2 separate regions of the Capsicum annuum genome follow, and region 2 is linked to region 1. Evidence: chromatin contacts called from public Hi-C data. All regions are on one chromosome and are shown on one strand. Each heading gives the region's core, a stretch centred on a gene start, on an enhancer-like site or on the middle of the called end of the contact. The rest is flanking DNA. Distances are from core to core; before and after follow the strand shown. Region 1 has its middle 17 kb from the start of LOC107849585. Region 2 holds the start of LOC107851198 (putative RNA methyltransferase At5g10620).

Region 1 (7,615 bases), core at 3,519-6,018:
CTTCATTTTGAATGCCTCCTACTCAGTGAAAAGAAGAGAAATCTTAAATTTTCTTACCTGAGAGGTACCCTCGTGTGCATTTACCAATGCATCCCAAGTTTGCTTAGTAGTGGTGCAAGTTGACACCCTGTTGTATTTAGCAGGTCCTAGTCCACAGACTAGGATGTTCTTAGATTTTGTATTTTTCCTTAATGCCACTAAGTCATCAGCAGTAAATTCATTCCTTACCTTATTCACTTGTTCACCATCAACCATCTTCATTAGAATGGTAGGACCATCAGTAATTCTATCCCACCATTCATAGTCTTCACCTTGGATGAACATCTCCATCCTGGCTTTCCACCAGATAAAGTGAGAACCATCAAAGAGTGGAGGTCTAGTGATTGACTGACCTTCACTATGACTAGTAGGAGGTGCGGAATTCATCATTGTGATTTTTTCTTAGGTGCTAACATTATTTAAGACAACCTCGCTTTGATACCATTTGTTAAGAAATGCGAGCCCTACTAGTTTTAATATTAGACTCTACTAGTTGCCTATCAGTGAAACAAGTAAGCTAACGTGGTTCTCAAAAGTAAAACTTAAACACAATATTTTTACGTGGAAAACACCCGGATCAAGAAAGATGTAAAAAACCACGACCTATACCTCTACAGGATTTAACCCCAACTTCACTATATCACTTGAGCCTCAACAATCAACAAATCACAAGACTTCTTGTAAACTAGGAATTAAAACTTCTAACTCCTATTTCTACAAAAACACAAATCTTCTCAAGTGTTCCCAAGTCTTCAAGTTCCCCATCTTGAAGACGTTTAATCCTAACTCAGTTTATACTTCACTGAGACTAGAGATTACAACTCAATATGACTCAATGACCAACCTATTACACAAAGTCTATGAATCTAAGTAAATGACCAGGTTGCTCTAATAGCTCCTTCAAATTGTAGAACTGATTTGCTGATTGTTGACTATCTTTTCAGTGCATCAGTGAAATACTTTGAATGTCGTTTGTTCTATTTCAGTCAACTCCTGATAGAGTCCTTTAGTTGATGTACTCTTCTATCTTCAATAAGACTCGCAGGTAGTTTCACTCCTTTGTTGCTGCCGTCTCTCTCTCCTAGATTGAGTAGGACTCTTCTCCTTTATCCCTTAGTCTTGTAGAACTCCTTAATCAACTCAACTTCTAGATGCTGCATTTATCTTCTCCTTAATCGTAGTATTTGAAACAATTTTGAGTTTCTTTGCTTATCCACTTTTGTCCTAATGCATTGTCAGCCTTGCATCAACTTCAACAGGTAGTTCATGTGAGCACCAGTAGATTCACTTGTGTGGAACAGCTTGCACAACATGTTTCATTCATCTGACCATCATCAAAACCTCACATTCCCCAACACTACTCTTTAAATAGACGTAATGTACGATTTATATAGAGTATCCTCCAAGTACCGTGTACGATAGAGTAGTCTTCAAGAAACCTAACACGATTTGACTCATCTTGTACAGTCCCATAAATTTTTTATGTCTATAATATTAGTAGATGCAATTATAATATATTTGATATACTTCTATAGATTTTGTAAAATATAAATTTCTTGTATACAAATTGTGCACTTAATCAATAAAATAAAACTTCAGATAGTCAGTTACCTGGACTACTAAAATTTCTTGATAAAATTTTATAACTAATGCCACAATTTTATTCTAGTTTCATTTTTCCTTAAAGAATGGTGGTAAGGAACTTGTTGTATAATTAAGTTTCATAATCCAATTTCACCTAATTTTCCACTAAATTAAAGGTCATGCCAAAGAAACCAATTCACCTAATTTCATCAAAGATCAAAGTCATGCCTTGCACGGGGAAATAATATTTTAATATTTCTTAAGTACTTCTTATTGTTTTATTATATTTTTCAATATTTGACATTTGAGTGAGTCAATATATTTGTTCATATATGTAAATGTTAGTGGCATGCTTACATGATATGAAAGAACAGTACAAATAATATTTATGATTAATACATAGTCTATTTTTTTAATTTATCACAATATTTTATTTACACAATTGAAATAAGCTATGTTCTTAAACACTTACTTCTCATAAAATATTTCAATTAGACACTTTCAGTTTTTTTTTGGTACGTATATTATTGTTCATCTATTAGGTAGTTAAACAACCTCCTTTTTTACGTCTCATGCTTCCCCACGTGGTGACATGCGGGCGAGAAAAAGGAAAGAGAGGAATGGCGTTTCTCTCACTTTTGGCAAGCTATTGGCTTAGTGGTAAAGCGCGTCCCTGATAATTGCGTTACTGTGTCTGGCTATGAGGGCTATCAGTCATATGGATAGTTTAATGTGCTCATCGGCGCTTGATCGTGAGATGTGGATTATTCAAGGTATATTAGCATGACGTACTCCTCCTGTTCGAATCGGAATTTGAAGCCAAACTCCTCCTCAAGAGGATAGATGGGGCGATTCGGGTGAGATCCAATATTGATCCAACTTTTGATTCTCTCAGGCGGTCCGAAATGAACCTCCACAACTCTTCTCTTATCGAGAATCCATACATCCCTTATCAGTGTATGGACACCTATCTCTCGAGCAAAAGTTTACATTTGGCGTCAATGGAAAAATAAAATGGAGCACCTAACAAAGCATCTCACAGACCAAGAACCACAAGATCACCCCTTTTACCTCAATTAGTTGTAAAACCCAGGTGTTTTCTACTTGATCAGGTTGATGTGTATAATTAAAGAAGATGACTTATTTTATGTGATTAACTTAATTACTGCCTCCATTTCATTTTAGTTGGTCCTCTTTCTAAAAATAATTGTTTCAGTTTAGTTGCCCCTTTGATGAAATCGAGAAAATTTTACTATGTTCTTTCAATAATACCCTTAACACTAAATAACTAAACAAAGTGTATTTACTCACATTTATATTTGTAAAGCATAATTAAAAAGGTTAATTTGGTAAAATAAACCTCCTATTTAATATTTTCTTAATGAGTGTGTCAAATCCATAGGGGCCAACTAATATGAAATGGAGGGAGTATTTAATAGACGAATAAAAATACACATATTTTTTTTTCGAAATTTGATTTGAAAGTGTTTAATTAAGCACTTATTAAAATATTCCATTGAAACGTGATTTGGTTCGAGTACGTAAAACTGCAGATGAAATGATAAGTTTAGAGGGTTCTTTTGGTTTCCTATCCAGTGTTCGGTATCCACATTGGAGTTCGACTAATTCGAATTCGCGCCGCGTAGAGCCCCATTCAGGGGAAAGCACTCCTCCCAACAGAGTTTTCTCCATGCCCACACTCGAACCCTCGACCTCAGGTTAAGGGTGGAGCAGTCTCATCCGCTGCACCACAACCCATGTTGATAAGTTTAGAGGGTTAGCAATTTATTAATTTTAACTTTTAATTTTTCAACTCAGAATTCCATAATTAAAATTTTAAAAGGAAAAAATAATAAAGATTTATAAATTTTTTTATTTTTTATTTTTAAAAGGAAAAGCTTAGATTCATTGAACTTGAACAGTTATGGAATTAACTCGTTTTTCGCATTTTGGGACCAGAATTTAATGCAGTGATAATGGGGGTAGCTAAATTTTATGGAGGGGAAAAAATAAAGCTGAGAACAAGTTGGCCAAACTCATAAATAAATATACTAGTATTAGACTAGGGTTAAACCTATTAAGTTCATTGAATATAGACTATTGGTGGAATTACTATCAAAGATAAAAAGTCGTGATAGAGTAGTAACTATTTCTTCATTTTTAATGTTAAGTGTGAAACTGTCTTTAATACTAAGGGTTTTACCTTCAAAGCAGAACTTCATCATAAAAATCTAAATTAATCGAACTCCAAAATAAATTTTACAAACTGAATGAAAATTAAAAAAAGAAATTAAGAATTAACGTTTGAAAATATTAATTCAAAAGTTAGTCTAAATTTAAAAAGTTAGTTAGTCTCCTTACTGGTAACAAGAGTTGTCGTCGTCAAAAACAACAACAGCATATTCAGTACATTCCCTAGAAAAGGTTAAGTGTACGTAATTTATATTATTATCTCAAATGAAGTAGAGAGTTTATTTTCGATAGATTCCAACTCAAGAAAAATAACAGTATAACAAAAAAAAAAAACATAAAAGCACACAACAAAATAGGATAACACACTGCTAGATAATAAAAAAAAAGACATGTACTAATATAAACTATCTATCTAAAATCATATACATCTCCAAAACATCACGAACAAAAAACTCCAAGCGCACATACAAACAAAGCACTCTTCCCTGCTACAACACTCCTACTCACTAACCCTTTATCCTAATCTGAATCCTCCGTACCTTCCTATCAGTATTGAAAATATTTTCATATTTAAAAAAAAAAAGACAAAATAGCTCGGTGGACCCCTGTACTTGTTCCCATTTATAAAGTGAATATTTCTACTTAGCCATTTGTCATTTGAACCTCTCAACCCATCAAAATATAATATTTTGAACTCTTCTTATGCATATGTGGCATTAAATTATTGAGTTGGCAAAACACGTGTTTACATGTGTTTTTTAAATGCGGGGTACAACTTTTTTAATTTAAAAATATTTTTAAAAATTTAAAAATAATAAATATTAAAAAAAACTAAAAAGGTTTTAAAGTCCCCCAACCCCCCCCCCCCCCCCCCCCCCCCCCCCCCCGCCCAACTTCCGTTCAACACCCCCCACCCTACCCCTCACCTCCCACCGCACCCCCATCCAGCACCCCCACCCCATCTCTCACCCCTAGCCTCCTCCCCAGCACCACCTACAACCCTTCCCTCACCCCCTTCATTCGCACCAGCCACCCCTCACCCCCAACGCACCAGCCCCCATCCACCTACAGCCCTCCCCAGCCCCCTTCTTTCACAGCAACCAACCCCCCACCCCTCAATGCACCAGCCCCCCCTAAAGAAACCCCCCCAACGCACCAGCACCCCCCCTTCCAAACCAAAAAAACAACTCACTTTTTATTTTATTTTTGTAATTTTTTCTCTCAATTCAAATCCTTTCATTTTTTTTATTAAAATTTATGTTTGAAATTTTTTAATATTTTTTTTGGATTAAAATTTAAATTTGAATTGAAAGTTAGTGATAACATATATTGAAAAAATTAGTGAATTTCATGAATAAGCTTGAAAAAACTTAAAGTTTTTGTGAATTTGTTAAAGATATTCAAATTTAAAAATCGAAAATTCATTATGTTTGTATATATAAATTTATAGTTAAAAATTTAAATTAGTTGGAGAGGAATTTTAATTATTTGGAATGATTTTGATGCTTAATTTGTGAGAAAAATAAAAATATGATTATTTAAATTTTTCTACAATTTATAAAAAAAATTATATATTTAAATTTATTTTAATATTTAATTTCTTATGTAGCATTTTAAAAATGACGTGAAATTTAATGTAATTTTAGAAGTGACGTGGAAGTTAACGTGGAGGCAGTTGTGTTACACACATCGGAAAAAGATTTAAAATATTGAGTTTTATTGAGTTGGGAGTTTAGATGATAAAAGATTAAGTAGAAGTATCCACTTTACAAAGCACACCAATTATAAGAGTCCACCGAGCTATTTTGCTAAAAAAAAAAAAAAAATTAGAACAACAATTTATCGAGCCTATGATAAATAACAGTTGGATTTTGGACAATTAACTATTCAAAGGAGTAATATAGTTCAAATTTTAACAACCATAAGACGACTCAAGACCTAACACTAATGAAAATAATACTCCCTTTATTTCAAAATACATCAATTATTGGGGTATGACACATTTCTTTTTAAAAAAAAAAAGCAAGAAATAAATTAATCATATTTTTTTTCGTTATTTTCAAACTTCAAAGCATTAATAATCATGATAATAACTCTCAATACTTACTTAAATTATTCTAATTAGATTTAAAAAGATAAATTTATAATATAATCCTTATTTAATCTTCAGTATTAGTGTCTCAAACCATTTCAATTGAGTCTTCAACAATTTAAACTATTTCAATCAAATTATTCATCAACAATAGGGTCATGAACTCTTCCAATTGACTCTTCAACGATACTGTCTTGAACTTTTTCAACCGAGTCTTTCATGATCGTGTCCTGAATTATTTCAATCTAATCTTCATTTATGATAGTATCGTGAACTATTTCAATCGAATCTTCTAAATCAAAATTCATAAAATCTCTTAACTCTATTTCAAGTTTTGTTTCTCAAATTTGATATGAAGATGAATGAGAAAAGATGGAAAGATATGAACTGTCATAGTCAATGAAAATCTAAGCCACATTAATCAAAAAAACTTTCAAGAAAATTAAGTCTCTTGCAACTCAACCTAAAAATGTAGTTAATGAAAGGTAAAACTGAAAAAAAAAAATTCAACAAGTATCTTGAATAATGAACAATTCAATTATTTTAACCATTTAAAAATATTACAATAATTTAATTATTTTGAAATGAAGGGAGTAATTAATAGTAGTAGTACTTACTCCGAACACTATTTTCAATTATTTTTTTGATTCTTCATTTGGTGTCTGGTACCCGCATTGGAGTCCGACTAATTCGAATTCGCGCCGGATAGGGCCCCATTCGGGAGGAAGCGCTTCCTACCAAGGATTTTTTCATACCCAAAATTCGAACCCGAGACCTCTAGTTAAGGAAGGAGCAGCCCCATCCGCTGCACCACATCGTTGGTGGTGTGTTTTCAACTTTGGCAAGAAGGGGCATGAGGTTCAAAAATTGATGGCATTGCACATGATTTTTTTTATTTTTTTTATTATTTTTTATTTTTTTTTGGGTATAGACCATCCTTGTCCGATCAATATAAACATAACATGTGAGGGTTCAAACTTAAATCAACACTTTAATCAAATTAAATCATTACACTTTTTCTAGTAACTCCTTTTCTTCTCTAATTATATGTTAATGAAGTGATAACTTTGCATAATAAAAGTCATTTATCTTGCTTCTATTGATTTGATGTAAACTTTATTATTCGTAACTTCCTTTTAAATACTATTTGTTATGAAATATTTAATAATAAAGAAGAAGAGTAGAGAGAGAACAGATAGTAATTCTTATTTCTCTTGAGGGATTCTCTTGACATTTTGAGGATGATTTACAATGAATAAAACCCCTCTATTTATATGAAAAATTTACTCCTAGTTTCTGACTAAAAGACAGATATTTTAAATCCTAATAGATATCAACTAGATCTTATAGATCTAGTTAGATCTTATCTATATACTTGATAGACATTCACTATAATGTAAATACATTCATAACATTCCCCATTGAATGTCTAATTGATAGATAATGTGCCTCGTTAAAATCTTACTAAAAAAATTCAGTGAAAAAAAATCTAGTGACAGAAAAAGAGTACACAGCTCTAATGATATGCATTTCGGTTGCCTTATTAAAAATCTTACAAGGAAAATCCAGTGGGATAAAACCTTGAAAGGAAAAAATAGTACAACGCGTATTTGCTCCCCCTGATGAGAACATCAATGAACTTTTGCATCCCGATCTTGTACATCATCTTCTTGAAAGTTGCAGTTGGAAGAGACGTGGTGAATAAAT
Region 2 (7,615 bases), core at 3,661-6,160, 54 kb before region 1:
AAATTTCAGATTATAGTCACCCATCAATTCTGCAATCACCTTATTTTTAACTCTCCTACACATTGTTCTTCCAACATGTAAATCTAGTTCCTTCTTAATAAGCAACTGAAACTCAAAAATTCTAATGTTTAGTTGTTCTTTTATCATCTCATTGAAGTGGTTGGCTAAGAACTTGATATTACAAAATTTGTTCTTATTGATAGGATCACACTTATGAACTGAATTATAGGTTTTCACCACAAAGTTCATGGACCTAGAATTAACGTTAGCATAAAGAAGCCATGGACAATCAGTTGTACACCTAACCCTTATCCTTGTAGGTCTATTAACATATTTTTCAATTGCAACATATTCAGCAACAACATATTTAGTAACAACTGCTCTAAATTCATTAACACTTTTAAAAATTAGTCCTAACTCCCATACAACTTTCTGATAGTCTGAACTATATACAACTCTATTATTTTTTTCCTCCTTTTAGCCTTATCTCTATGTTCAACCTGTTCAACTTCATCCTCTTTATCAGTTACTGACTGGCCACCTTAATTTTTGAAGACATGATTGGAGGTCATCATTTAAAAGCTCAAGACTTGGTCACCCCGAGGGCACAAGAATATGCAAGAAAGACCCGTTTTGAGCACAAGCAAGGCCGTGTGTGGAAGATTGCTTGGAGCATCGAAGACTTGAGGACTCACAGTTTTGGACAACAGTTAATGGGTCATGATTTGGTCATCTTCATTAAGGGTATTTTGGTCACTTCATTGGGTCCAAATGCACTCCATGGCCATCCCACCTTTTAAGGGCATTATTGTCATTTTGCCTTGTCTTATAATAGAATATAAATAGAACATTTTAGGTCTTTTTCTCATTAGTTGTTCATTGATGTAAGACTTGAAATATGAAACACCTTTAGTTGTAGGTCTTGGAATAGCCACCACACTGAAATAAGGGCAACAAGTGTGGATATCACTTGTGTTGCAATATTAGCTTGAGACGTTTGTGTTTAGAGGAGGTAAAGTTCCCCTTGTGTCAACGTAGGAGTTAGGTTAACCGTTGTATGTAGTGTTAAGGGTCCAAGATTACTATATTCTTGAATTCTTAAGATTATACCAACCAAGGTCTAACTATCTATCCATTTTGTTTATGTTGTAATCGTTTGTTTGTGTACTTGTAATTCAAATCCGTGACTTGTTGTTCTTGTTCCATTGTTGTTGTTCTTCATCTTGCTGTTGTTAACATAGTTTGTTGTTAGCTGTTTTTAGGTGATAAACACATCAATACAATATGTTCTTGTTGTTGTTTGTTGAATCCGAGTGTGGTCTTCAAAAGGGTCCTCGGATCTTTAAGCTTGTGGACTGATTTTGAAGTGTGTTTCGTGTTGTCCTTGTAATTCTTGTATCAGTTACATCATCTGAATCAGTTTCAAAGCTGGTAGCTTCATCTGATGGGTAAAAAGGTTCATGACCAGCTAACTTACCCTCCAAACTATTTGTATCACCACCTACAGATTCATCATAGCCAGTATCTGGTCCCTTTCTTCTAGTTCCTAACTTAACATATTCAGGAATTACTGGTCTCTCTCCCCTCTTTCTTCTCTTTCTTTTCCTCTTTTCTTACCTAAGACCTCCTAACTCTTTATCCACATATCCATTCACATCACTCTCAATCTCTACACTTCCATCAATAGATTCTACATCTGAATCTACAACAGATTCAGAAGGTGCGGCAGTAGAATTAGTAGAAGCAACAGTAGAACTACTAGGAGCAGCAGTAGAATTAGTAAGAGCAGTAGTAGAACTACAAGGAGCAGCATCTATAGGAGAAGAGACATGAGTAGTAGGTTGGACAGTACGAGGAGAAGAAGCATAAGCAGTAGGTTGGACAAAAGAAGGAGAAGAACTATAAGCAGTAGGTTGGACAGTAGGAGGACAAGAAGTATGAGCAGTAGGTTGGTCAAAAGGAGGGGCATTTTCACTATTTTTAGATGCCCTGTCAACACTCCCAATGTCATTTTCAATGTCTTTATTAAAAGACATAGTACTTTCTCCCTCCACATGCCTTTCCCCATCACTTACAAATTCTAAAAAAGGTGGGGCCAACTTAGGTTCACCAATCATGTGACACACAAAAGCTTTCAAAATTTGTCCATTACCCCATTTCTTTGAAATTTCAATTATGTCCTTGTCTGACCTAATTTCTTTTAAATTAAAACACTTAGGCAGTCTAACATATAGTAAGCATTGTTCCGGATCATACTCTAAATACCTTACATAATTCTTAAATTCAAAATAAGACAACCTATCTACATCAACATCTAAAAATTCAATAACTTGTCCACCCTCATATCTTTTTCTTTTTTTTTTCCTTCACCTTACCCTTATTAAGTTCTTCATCATGGTAAAATCTCAAAGTGATCAGTTTAAAACTCATTTTATAAATCTGAAATCATTGACCACAAAAATACAATAAAGATACAAGTCTCACAGTACACGAGAAAAAAATTATAGTATTTATGCAATAATTACAAGTCTCACAGGTTATTTATCACATATTGAACCATATACACAAAATAAGCCCCACAACTCATATTGTTACACATTAAAGCACATAAACAAACTACAACACATTAATTTTGAAGATAAATTAAAGACAACAAAAATTCCTAGTTCAAAACCCTAGTAAAATCGAACAATTATAAATGTCACGTGTTATATTATCACATATTGAGCATCTAAATAAACTAAAATAAATTAATTTGGACAGATTAAAGACGGCAAAATTCTAACTCAAAAAATCCTAGATCTAATTTAGGAACGAAAATAAATACTAGATCTACTATATTTAGGAACGAAAAAGCTAACCTTTTAACTGAAAATTAGTAGTTCCTACATAAACGATCGTAACCCTTAGCGTTTATCCTAGATCATACCACCTCTGTTGAAATCAATCGAATCAACTTCAAATAAAAAGAGATAAAATTAATTTTTGCTTGTCAACAATGAAAAACACATCAAAATTATTGTTTATCTCTTCTATCGGATTTAAATGTCCTAAAAAAATTAAAAGAAAAGAGGGGTGAAGAATCTTCTATCAGATTTTAATTTTTACTCTCATCAGATTGACTTTTCGTTTGGCCTTTCATTTTCATCGGGTTAGGATAAAATATTAGAGTTGGGTCGGGTTGGGTTAGATGGGTTAAAATAGCAATAGGGTCGGGTTAGGTTTTTAATAAAATAGAAAAATTAGATTAGACATGTGGCATCACAAGAGGGCGAGTGGAGTGCACTCCACTCATTAAACTTGGGCATGCGTGTCTTGGGGAGGTAATAATATCACTTTTATATAATTTAGGTGTGTAATAGGTCACTTCGATAGTTTAGGTGTGACTTAGACTTTTCTTGTATAGTTTGGGGTGGAAACGACGTCTTTTCCCCAAAAAAGAAGCAAAATATGGTATTTTGATATGTATGAGGGGATGAGAGAGAAAGAGTAAATTCAAGGTATTTTATGTAATTAATAAGGGATTTTTGTAATTACTTTGAGGATTTGGGATTTTATATAATACTTAATTGTTAACTTGTATATATATAATGAAAGTATTTACATAAATCTTAGATGACTTTCTCTCTCCCGATTTTGGTAAAATACATATACATATTGTTGACCCTCATATGTTGCTTTAATGTATGAGAAATCTGTTTAGCTTATATTTATGGAAAGAAAAATCAGATAAGATGATTCTATTGCTTCATTAACGAAATTAATTAACTCTTCTGATTTATTGGATGCTTAAAAATAGTAACTGAAATTCAAATTCAAAAAATATCCTTAAACATCACCATAATTTTTTCTTTCATAAATAAAATTCAAATTCAAAAAATATCTTTAAACATTACCATAATATATATATATATATACCATAATTTATTTTCCTATACATAAGATACATATTTATAATTTGTTTTAATATATTAGTTTTCATCGTAATTGCAATATATTAAATGTATAAAAAACATTGGTAACTAAAAATAGTAGTTTCCTATATAGAGTCGTCAATATGGTCCAGGCTCAATCCAGCGTGTGATTTGATGGAGTTGGGCTTCAGTTTTTGCAGCTCATTTAAGAATAAAGCTTTTTAGCTTTGCCCGAATAAGCTCGTGGCCCGTGGGGCTTGAGCAATGTGGGTTGGGCTAGCCCGTGGGTCGGTTCGTAAGTCAAATACATGCAACTATTTAAATTGTTTATTAGTATTTTTATTTGGTTTGAAGGATATCATGTAAAAAGTTATTTAATTTTGCTATTAGGAGTATTTTTTGGGGGTGTTGGAGACTTGATTAACAAGTATTAACACTATATAATATTGTCTGATAATATTTATGTTTATTAACATTTTAAAATTAATTTCTAAAATATTATCTTTTTAAAAGTGGGTTGGCCCGTGAGGCCCATGACCCACAAAGTAATGGTGTGGGCTTGACTTTTTTGGCCCATCATTTTGATGGACAACTTAATGGAATAGATGCAGACATCAAACTTTTTCACCAAGCTGCAACTGACAGAAGTGATTCAACGAAACCAGAGAAACAAGTGTCACTTTGTTCAGATTTAATTGTAGAAGAAGATGAGGTTAATCACTTTGTTCAGATAGTTCATGAAATTTAAAAAATTTGAAACTCCCAAATCACGTATGCTTGAAAATAGACGTAGGGAGTGCACTAACGGAGCAAAAACCGGTGCACAAAAAAAGGAGTAAAATATGGTATGTTGATATGTAAGAGGGGATGAGAGAGAAAGAGTAAATTCAAGGTATTTTATGTAATTAATAAGGGATTTTTGTAATTATTTTGAGGATTTGAAATTTTATATAATACTTAATTGTTATCTTATGCATATATGTAATTTTTCCTAAAAATAAATTATTTTATAAAAGTAGTGAATTGGGTACGTAGTCGCGTTTATTAAGAAGTGTTTTACCTCACAATATAGAACTTCTCGGTGTAAATTCAGATTTATATTTTATCTCCAATAGAGGACTTCTCGATGCTAGTTTGGATTGACTCGAACTCCAATTTGAATCTTTATTGTTGCGAGGCTAATAATGATTATATTTTTGTTTTTGTAGAGGGTAAATATGACCTTTTCCACCTGAAAAATTGAAAAAACCCAACTAACTTTTTTTTTTCTTAGTTTGAAAAAACTCAAAAAATTCAGCTGCAAAATTTTCTGCATATTAAAGCTTATTAGATAAGATAAATAAAATTCAATTTGTTCAGCAAAAATGGCAGTGTTTCATGTAGCCAGTCTCAACTCCAAGCTTTCACTTCCTTCAGGTTCCTCAATCTTAGTTTCTTTTTTATTTTTACATAAATTAATTTATTTTAGCCGGTATACATAAATTATACATTAATATACATGTTCTTTAAGCTATTTTTTAATTTAAGCGATTGGATAAACAATTATTTAAGTTAATTCATCTTATACATTTTTTTAGTGTGTATTTTGGGTTTTAATTTTATTTTTTCGAATATCTCAAGGAAAGCAGCAACAGTCCAAATTCACTGGCCAATCAGTGGTAAAGTTACTTCATTTCTCTCTTTTTTTTTTCCCCTTAAAAGTAAGCTAAAGAGATTCTTGAATTTGTTTTCGTGTGACTAGGAGGTTAATTGTCTAAGCCATGAAAATAACTTTATTAGAAATGCAAAGTAAGGTTGCGTACAATAGACCTTCGTGGTTCAGCCCTTTTCCGGACCCACACATAATGTGAGTTTTAGTGCACCGGGTTGCCTTTTTAGATTCTTGAATTTGTTGTGTCATGTGACTAGGAGGCAATGAGTTCAAGCCGTGGAAAGAGGCTCTTGCATAAGGCTGCTAACAATAGACCTTGTGGTTTGGCCCTCCCTGGACTCCACATATAGCGGGAACTTTAGTATATTGGGTTGCCCTTCTAGATTCTTGAATTAATTGTGTCGTGTGATTAAGACGTAATGCGTTCAAGCGGTGGAAAGAGGCTCTCGCATAAGGCTGTTAACAATAGACCTTGTGGTTTCGCCCTTCCCGGACTCCACATATAGCGGGAAGTTTAGTATATTGGGCTGCCCTTTTAGATTCTTGAATTAGTTGTGTCTGTGATTAGGAGGTAATGAGGTCAAGCGGTGGAAAGAGGCTCTCGCATAAGGTTGCTAACAGTAGACCCTTATGGTCTGGCCCTTCCCCGGACTCTGCATATAGCGGGAACTTTAGTATACTGGGCTGCCATTTAGATTCTTGAATTTGTTGTGTCGTGTGACTAGGAGGTAATGAGTTCAAGCCATGGAAGGAGGCTCTCGCATAAGGCTGCTAAAATAGACCCTTGTGGTCTGGCCCTCCTCGGACTCCGCATATAGCGGGAACTTTAGAATACTGGGCTGCCCTTCTAGATTCTTGAATTTATCTATACAAACGGAAGGTTGCATTTTTTTTTTTTTTGCTGGTTTTGATACAGAGAGCAATACCTATACGCATATTAACTGTTGGAAAGAAGCGGTCACAAGGAGTGCAGTTAATAGTTGATGAGTACATGAAGAAGCTAAGGCATTATTGTAGTGTTGATGATGTTCGCATCAAGTCTAATCCTAAAAATGCACGGTATGTTGAAATGTTGTCCTTCTTTTTGGTATATTTCAATTGGAAATTGGTGAAAATTTGTGAGTTATGGTCTTTGTTCAACACTAAATGACTAGGGGCTGAGCCAGGTAGGGTTGAGGGGGTGCATTGGCACTGTTTACATTGTAACATTATTTTTTATGCATATATAGTAGACGCTGAACCCCTTTTGCATTTTTCGGGCGTTTACTTCTCTCGTGTTTCGAACCCCCTTAGTGTGAATCTTGGTTCTTCCACTGCTAGATTTTGTGGTCGTTTTGCTTAGGCATTAAGATATTGAAGTGATTGGACCTTCCAACAAAATAACAACGACCAGTCAATCTCAAAATAACACCTCATCCTCCCTAGATCTCGCTTTGTGAGACTATACTGGTATGTTGCAGTGTTGGTGCGCTTAGACTTGAAATGAGGCTCAAAACGCGTTGAGCGCTTTGTGTCGTATTAATGGGCGCTTCAGTGTTGTCATCAAGGTTCTAAAGCATACTTTTCCTTGTCAATAAGCCTCTTCAGAAGAGGCGATACTAAACAATTGATATTTCATTTTGTCGTAATTTTTTCTTTAATTTATTTGTTCATATATCTGTCATACACTAGGTGTTTTTTTCTCATCTGTTCTAGCCTTGGTGGACAGAGTTACCTGGTACCTGTTGGTGGTGGGAGGTGGCAGGTATCCCGTGGATTTAGTCGAGGTGCGCGCAAGCTGGCTCGGACACCACGGTTATCAAAAAACAAACAAAAAAAAGAATTCAAGCTTATACTGCTACTCTTGGACTAAAATATATGTATTTGTAAATTTTCTCCCGCTGAACCTTTTTCATTAAATCCCACGTTCTATTTGCGCGTTGTGCTTAATGCCCCAACGGACCTTAGAGTTTTTTTGAGCTTTTGTTGTTATTGTTGTAATGATAAAGGGGGCGGGCACATTATTTCCGAGTTCTATAGCCTGCCTTTGAAACTCAATCAGAATGAATTT

The links. Hi-C and Micro-C count contacts between places; a contact is called where the count stands out from the background.
Region 2: a contact with region 1 is called in a Hi-C map of placenta, with 3 times the contacts expected there. The contact joins the promoter of LOC107851198 here to the enhancer-like site in region 1. A contact is called at or near these places in 2 of 5 Hi-C or Micro-C datasets (leaf and placenta).

What each region holds. Positions count from the first base shown.
Region 1 is chr12:226,672,909-226,680,523 of UCD10Xv1.1, reverse strand. No RefSeq gene overlaps it. Among protein-coding and RNA genes, the nearest start is that of LOC107849585, 17 kb to the right of the region's middle. Within about 2 kb of position 4,768, at least 5 of the 5 cell types and tissues checked have an H3K27ac peak or open chromatin away from gene starts, as enhancers often do. A contact at or near this core is called in leaf, where this site is marked.
Region 2 is chr12:226,727,408-226,735,022 of UCD10Xv1.1, reverse strand. It overlaps LOC107851198 (putative RNA methyltransferase At5g10620), which reads left to right and starts at 4,910. Exons shown (of 8, transcript XM_016696137.2): 1 at 4,910-5,330; 2 at 5,535-5,572; 3 at 6,482-6,624. The coding sequence starts at 5,279.